2 separate regions of the Mus musculus genome follow, and region 1 is linked to region 2. The links are chromatin contacts, called in public HiCAR-type maps. All regions are on one chromosome and are shown on one strand. The core of a region is the stretch at or near the end of the contact, and the rest is flanking DNA. Distances in the headings are between cores, read along the strand shown. Region 1 holds the start of Sidt2 (SID1 transmembrane family, member 2). Region 2 holds the start of Slc37a4 (solute carrier family 37 (glucose-6-phosphate transporter), member 4).

Region 1 (3,706 bases), core at 473-2,972, 1.6 Mb before region 2:
CAATCAAAAGCTCCCTTTGGCTCGCCTAATTAACATGCCCAATTAAAATTAAACGCCTCATCCTAACATGGAGTTTCCCATTTTACCTTTATAAACCATCATTTCCCTATGGGCCACATTTGTCTCCTCTCTAGCCAGAGGCAGTCCTTTGTCCTCAAATACCCCTTCCCCTTCTCCCTCATCCACTGTCTCCTGTCTTTGTCTCATATTCCATGCCTTCTGTGGCAAATCAATCTTCCTTTGTGCTGAGAACTTGGTTTGGGGCTCCCTGAACCGATACTTTTCCTAACAGGATGGAACCCAAGTGTGTGTGTGTGTGTATGTGTGTGTCTGTGTGTCTGTGTGTGTGTCTGTGTTCTTTGTAATGACCTTTAATTACATATTGTGTATATGTGTATGTTTCAGAGGTGCTACAGCATGCATGTGGAGGGCGGATGACAACTTGCAGAGTCAGGTTTTTCCCCTCTTCCACCTTTTGGGTCCCAGAGATGGTCATCAGGCATCTTGGCAAGCACCCGCACCCACTGAGACACTTCATCCACCCTTGTACATGTGTGTGTGTGTGTGTGTGTGTGTGTGTATATATATATATATAATTTATTATTGTTCATGTGTCTGTGTGTGAAGTGCGCAAGCACATGTTGCCAGGTGTCTGTGGAAGTCAGAGAACAAATTTGTGGAGTTAGTTCTCTCCTCCCTGGTGTAGAGCTCAGGCCGGGCTTTCCATGGCAAGTGCCTCTTCCTGATAAGCCATCTCAGCTCGGTTCTTGTGCATATTTTCCTATTTATGTCTGAAGTTTGGATTATATACCACTTATATAATGTTATTCTTGAATTCCCTCCTTAGATGTCCCTTTGATGGTATTAAGAATCTATCTGCTTAACTTCATAGTAGTATCTCTGACCACCTCTTCCTTCACTGTGAACAAGCAGTTTCCTTTGAGCTTTCTCAAGATCACAGGGATGCAAATTGCTGTCCCCATATTTTATTTGTATTTCTTATTCGTAGGACACAGTCCCTGGAGTGGAATGACTGGGTTGAAGGGTATAGAGCTCTTTTAAGCCTAAGCCAAAACAGTTCCTCAGAAAGGTTTTTGCCAGTTGACAACGAAAGGTCAGAATCTTTCCGTGGGCTTTGTTCAAACAAACAAAGCAGTTTCTGCAGAGTAGGGACAGAGCTCACAGGTTGGAAGGCATCCTGGTTATGGTGCCCTGGTTCTGGTTATCCCCTCTACTGTGAGAGGGGAGCGGCCGCTGAGCTGCTCTCAGTGGGCAGGCGCTTTTATGAGCCAATGAGGGAAAAAGAATGATGCTGGGGTAATGATTTTGGAGCACAATTCCTGTCTTGAGCAAAGAAATCATCTGTCAGCAAGACCCTGCACTTACTGGGCTCTGTGAATCTTGCCAGCAATGCCAACACCCAGCAGTAGAGGTGGGAGGAGGATCAGGCGTTCAAGACTCTCCAAACTTACACGACCAGTTCCAGACCAGCCTGAGTTATGTGAGCCGTCTCAAAAAGCCAAAAAAACGCGGACCACAAAAGCAAGAATCCAATACTTAGTGATCCTTCGTGAAAAACCCAACTCCAGACGCTCACAGGACAGCGAAGGAAGGAGGCGGCGACGGCTGCGTGGGAAGTAGAGGCAGCCTGGCCCTTTAAATCCGCGTCGGTTTCCCATGACGTAAGCGGGCGGGCACAGCCCGCTGTTTACCGCGGCGCAGCTCCTGGTAGCTCCGAGTTCTGCGCCGCGTCCGCCGCCCTTAAAGGGCCCGCGTCCGGGAAGCCTTCGGGCCAGGGCCACCGCCGCCTCGGCTCTCCGGGCGCGAGCGGACGCCGGGTCTCCAGCCGGGCTGGGCCGGGCTGGGCCGGGCTGGGGTAGCGGGTCGCGGTGCCGCCCTCGCGAGCCGGGATCCGCGCGAGGCCCAGGAGCGGCTCCAGGGAGGGGACGCGTCCTATCTGAGGCCGGGGTTAAAGTTCTGGTCCCGGTGAGATGCTGGAAGCTGCTGCGGCAGCCGCAACGCGCCCGGTCGCCGTCCCGTCGCCAATCCCCGCCGTCCCGGGCCATGATCGCCTGGCGTCTGCCCTTGTGCGTGCTCTTGGTGGCCTCCGTCGAGAGCCACCTGGGGGCCCTGGGGCCCAAGAACGTCTCGCAGAAAGACGCGGAGTTTGAGCGCACCTACGCGGACGACGTCAACAGCGAGCTGGTCAACATCTACACCTTCAACCACACCGTGACCCGCAACCGGGTGAGCGCGGGACTCCACGGGCGGCCGAGCGGGTGGGCGCCCGGCCTGGACTTGATGCTGCCCCTTTCCTCTCCGCCAGCCTTTGAGCCGCCCTCCCCCTGCCAAGACCTGGTTTCCACCAGCATTCCCGGGCAGCTCCAGCGGGGCAGCTTGGGAAGTTCCCTGCCACCAGCTGTGATCAGGACCGGTCTGGTCTGCTCTGTGACCTGGCTCTCAATCTAGCTCTCAGTCTGTGAGGTCGGGGTGAGGGGAAAACAGGCTCCCAGCCTTGCGTGGCTCAGACAACTCCAGATGGGGCCAACTTAGAATTGAAAGAGCTCGGTCACAGGGAGGTGAAGGAGACAGACCTCCTTGCCTCAGAAAGCCAGCTGGCCTTGTAAGTTGAAGGTGACAAGATAAGGCCCTCGAAGGCTGAGTGGCAAGAGAAAAGGGAGTTTGTTTCTAAGACAGAACTATCTCCGACTTCTTACTCATTTCTTCCCAGTAGTGAAAGTAGAAAGAAGGCTGGCAGAGCTGGGCCCAGGCAGAGCACAGCCTGGGAGATTCTTGCTGCCTGGCTGTGTGGCCTGCCTAGCTCTCTTGCTCATTCTCCAAGGCCCGATCTGGATTGACTCGGAAGCACTGGAGTTGAGGAGGAGGCACCTGAGGCTTTCTTTGGGAGGGAGAGGAGTTTGGTTTCTGGCAGGCCATGATCAACCATCAGGATCCATTTCCTTGAAGTCTGATCTCCCCTTTTGAGTACCATTTCCAGGATCATCCCGGAAGTGGCACCTACCCCTCAGGGAAACGTTACCCCTAGATTTGGTTTCAGCAACCTAGTAACTAGTTGTCTGCAGTTGTGATTTCTTCACTTTTAAACGCCCACTGTCCTGTGTAGCTTTGTCCGCAGCAGAGAGGGTGGGTTATTTCTTTATTTTCTTAGAGAGGGTGAATCAAGGTTCAGATGGAAAGTCACTTCAGAGCTTGGCCCATGGTCAGAACTAGAGAGACAACTTGTATTTCGACACAGTTCCCTACACCCCTCCCTGCAGGGCTCTGGCCTCCAGAGTAGCAGTGGAACCGGAGCTTCTTGCTGCTTTCCTAGTTCATGAGGAAGAAGATTGAGGGCTTGAGGGCACGTCTTGATCTCCCGTGACAGTGTGTGCACAGGGACGTGTGTAGACACGTGTCTATAACATGTGTGTGCATGTGGGCTATCCTGGAACCTTCTAAGGTCTCCGCTGCATATCCCTGCTGTTGCCTGGGTTCTGCTGCTCTGTATACCCGTTCTTCCAAGAGCGAGCTTCTTCAAGCCTCGGACCGGACAGTGTCAGTCATTTCTAGAAACTTGGCCTGTTCCCTCACAAGGAGAAGCACAGACAGTGTCCTGGCTGGCCAGGATGGACGGCACAGGGCAGAGCTCAGCCTGCAGTCTGTAGAGTCATGTGTCTGAGGAACAGAGAGCTGAGTTTGAAAGAGG
Region 2 (3,404 bases), core at 87-2,586:
GAGTGCTTCTACTTGGCGGAGCCCAGTCCCTCGTCTGCCACCCGATCCCACCACCCTCAGGCTCCTAAAATATCCCAACAGCAGCAGGAGCTGGCAGGGAACTCCTAAGGAACCTGCTATGGGTTAGGGGTGGAAGGGTTGTGTAAGAAGAGGTGCTCCCAAGTGCCCACTGGGTGCCCTCCCCCTCAGGCTCATCAGATGCACTCACCTTCCTCAGGATCTTCCCACAGGGGGGCCAGCCCAGCCCCTGTGCCAGACCATTAAGAAACCAAAGAGCAGCAAAGGCTGACACTGTGGAGCTCCATGAGAAGACTACGTTGACCAGACCAACCAGGAGCAGCCCAGAGGAGAAGAGCCAGCGGGCGCTCATCTGATCTGACAGAACCCCGCTCACAAACTTGCTGATGGCGTAGGCTGCCGACTGGCTGCTTGTGATGAGCCCTGCAGCGAAGGGGAGCAGGGAGCAGGACACCTGAGGGGTTAGGGACAGGGCAGAGGCACAGGAGGGGCGGAGGAAGGTAAGGGGTCAGGTGTGTACAGGTGCCTGGCAGGGTGAGACAGGTTCCTTCCCGGATTTGACACTCTCCTGCCTGCTGAGCCGTGCATCACAGGCCCAGGCTGACTTGGACCTTCTCAGCCTCTTGGATTTCTTTCTTTCTTTACCCCTGGAATATGCAGTTCCCACCTCACTCTGAATGCTCGCCAAAAGCCCAAACACGTCTGAATGCGAAGGACTCTAGAGTCAAAGATCTTATTCCCCCTGGCAGGTAGCACGCAGGACACATCAAATCATGGTGCTACTCTCCCAGTGTTCACCGTGACCTGCAGGTGCAGCATGCACGAACAGGTGTGAAAACCTTGCTACCCGCTCCCAGTAGCACCTCCTGGGCACGTGTGGGTGCCAGGCATATACACCGGCTAAGCACTGGTTTCACATGTACACCCACACCCAGGCACATGGAGCTCAGCCTCTCCACCTGATACAAGCTTGAAACCCCCCATGCTTGGACAAACCATACTCCAAATGGTGTATCCCACAGCCCACCACCCTGCCCTTCCATGGCTTACCCAAATCGTCCTTGTCCAGAGCGATCTCATCCACCAAGGAGGGCATGACAAAGGAGAAGGTTTTGCGGTTGAAATAGTACAGGCTGTAGCCTCCAAACATGGCCGCAAATATGACAGTGCGATAGTAGCCGTAGCCTTGGGCTGCCATGGTAGAAAAAGCTGGCCCTGCTGGCCCACTCCAGTACTTCTGACCACAGATTCTTGACTGCTCCTGCTTGCAGCTAGCTCTCTTTAGTGCCTGGATCTGCTGAGCTGTGTTTTTCTGTGCGCTTTCTCTCTCCTCCACCCAGGCTCTTTATAGCCGCCTTCTGGACAATCATTAAGCCTGGGGCAGCAACCAGGGAACCCAGTGTCCTGAGAGAGACAAGAAAACAGGTTACTGAGAGCCAAACCGGGGGAGGAGAGGGTCCCCAGGACTGCTTGCCCTTCCCTCCTTTCCCAAGTCTTCTTGCCTGTGAAGCCAGCTGTGATTAAAGGCTCAGCCTAATTACTTTTGTCTGCACAAGCCCAGGGGAGGCTCGGGTAGGATGAGCAGAGCAAGCTCTCAGTATAGCCCTACTCCCTTGGTCAATGAACTTTCTCATTCTCTCAGGTTCCTTTGCGGTGCCAGGCTGCCGGACATTGTGAAAGGCACTAGATCGGTTCCTACCCCCCAGGTTCATTCAATCAACCACATACCTTAAAAACAACCCCACACCCACTGCTGAGCCTTCACCAAATGCTTAGCACACAATGGAGTACAGTTTCCTAATAGGTATCCCCTTCATTGGGGGATATATTTCTTGAACTCCTCATGGTGGTAGGGAACAGCGCATACACTTTCCTTATACACACAGTGATAAAAGGTAGATACATAAATTAGACCTAGTAAGTAAATAGTAAAACACAATGAGGCACCATAGTAAAAGTTTCTTAAAGCCTATCGTTTATTTCTGGAATTTCCCATTCTCCTTTTTCCACTAAGGCTGGCCTCTGTCACTGAAATGTGCAAGGAACAACAGTAGGTAAGGAGCGAGATAACTGCAGTAGTTGCAAAATTAAACGGGGGGACAAGCCCCTCAGTTCACCCTGCAATGACACGCAGAAGGCGCGCCTAGGGCTTAGGTCTGGATGAGACCCCCTTGGAACTGCCTCTGGATCCCTATTACCCTGCGACATCAGTAGGGGGTCCGTACTGCGGGGCTGTGGGTCCCCGAAGCACGCCACCGCAGCTTTCTGCTCCGCTGCACAGCCGCTGGAGCACAAGGCGTAGGCGAGAGAAGCCGCACGTAGCCTCGGGAGGCCCCTCGCTCTGGCAGCCTAGGCTCTGCCAGTCAGGATGGGCAGGCGGCGCCGCTTGCCACCTGCCGAGCACCCCGTGTCCTCAAGCCACCCGGGACACCCGACTCCTGGCTGGGAACTGCGGGTCCTGGGGACAGGAGCAAGAGAGCTGCGGAGACTGTGCGCTGCAGCCACGAGGGCACCGCATCTGCAAGAGCGCTGTCCCTGGGCCGTGGAACTGTCGCCATCCCGGAAGGGCAGTCACCCGGACAGCCTCCGGCGTAGTCGGAAGTCAGGGGAGCCCCAAGGTCCCAGACTTGCCCTCTAGTCCCGCCCTCACTGACGCCCCTCCTTCGCATGCCACCCCTACCTGGACGGAGGCGGTAACCCCTAGTGGGATGGGGCGGGACTCGAGTAAGGCTGGTGCGCATGCACAGAGTTGGGCGGACTACTGTCCACCCTGGGATGGAGACGTCATCCTGCCTGTCAAGCAGCTTCCAGTGAAAGGACAGTGCCGCTTATAGGCTGAGCACCACATGACCTATTACGTTTCGTCGATCAGTGTCTATAGAGTGCCTCCTGTTAGGGTGCAGATTCAGGAAACTCCCTGAATTGTAGAGGCATGGTGTTTTCTCTGGAAAATAAATTCAGCACAATTTGGAGTTTTAATTCGTGGTCAGATTAGTCGGAACAGAGAAAAAACAATATAGTCTCATCATTTAAAAGACAGAATTCCGACGAAACCTCGAGTTCTTTAAAAATCTTTTTAATGGTCATGTGGTGTGTATGTGTTGGGTGTGTATGTGTTACCGTAGGTGTGGAGTCAAAGGACAGCCTGGAATACTACTTCCTTTGAGACCGGTCTCCCCTTTCCCCCCCTCCCCCTCCCTCTCGTTTTTTGTTTTTGTTTTTGTTTTTTTCGAGACAGGGTTTCTCTGTGTAGCCTTACCTGTACTCACTTTGTAGACCAAGCTGACCTTGAACTCAGATTCTACTGCCTCTGCCTCGTCTCCTCTGAGTGCTGGGATTAAAGATACATGCCACCATGCCTGGCTTCAACCTCATGTTCCAGTCCT

What was found. HiCAR-type assays count read pairs that join an accessible place to other places.
Region 1: a contact with region 2 is called in a HiCAR-type map of astrocytes, with 3 times the contacts expected there. The contact joins the promoter of Sidt2 here to the promoter of Slc37a4 in region 2. A contact is called at or near these places in 2 of 39 promoter capture datasets (liver and pre-B cells) and 1 of 115 datasets of contacts at active chromatin or transcription factors (astrocytes).

What each region holds. Positions count from the first base shown.
Region 1 is chr9:45,953,265-45,956,970 of GRCm38.p6, reverse strand. It overlaps Sidt2 (SID1 transmembrane family, member 2), which reads left to right and starts at 1,722. Exons shown (of 26, transcript NM_172257.4): 1 at 1,722-2,247. The coding sequence starts at 2,065. A830035O19Rik (RIKEN cDNA A830035O19 gene) reads right to left here and starts at 2,985. Exons shown (of 1, transcript NR_152206.1): 1 at 973-2,985.
Region 2 is chr9:44,396,286-44,399,689 of GRCm38.p6, reverse strand. Slc37a4 (solute carrier family 37 (glucose-6-phosphate transporter), member 4) reads right to left here and starts at 1,336. Exons shown (of 8, transcript NM_008063.3): 1 at 1,069-1,336; 2 at 209-441. The coding sequence starts at 1,216.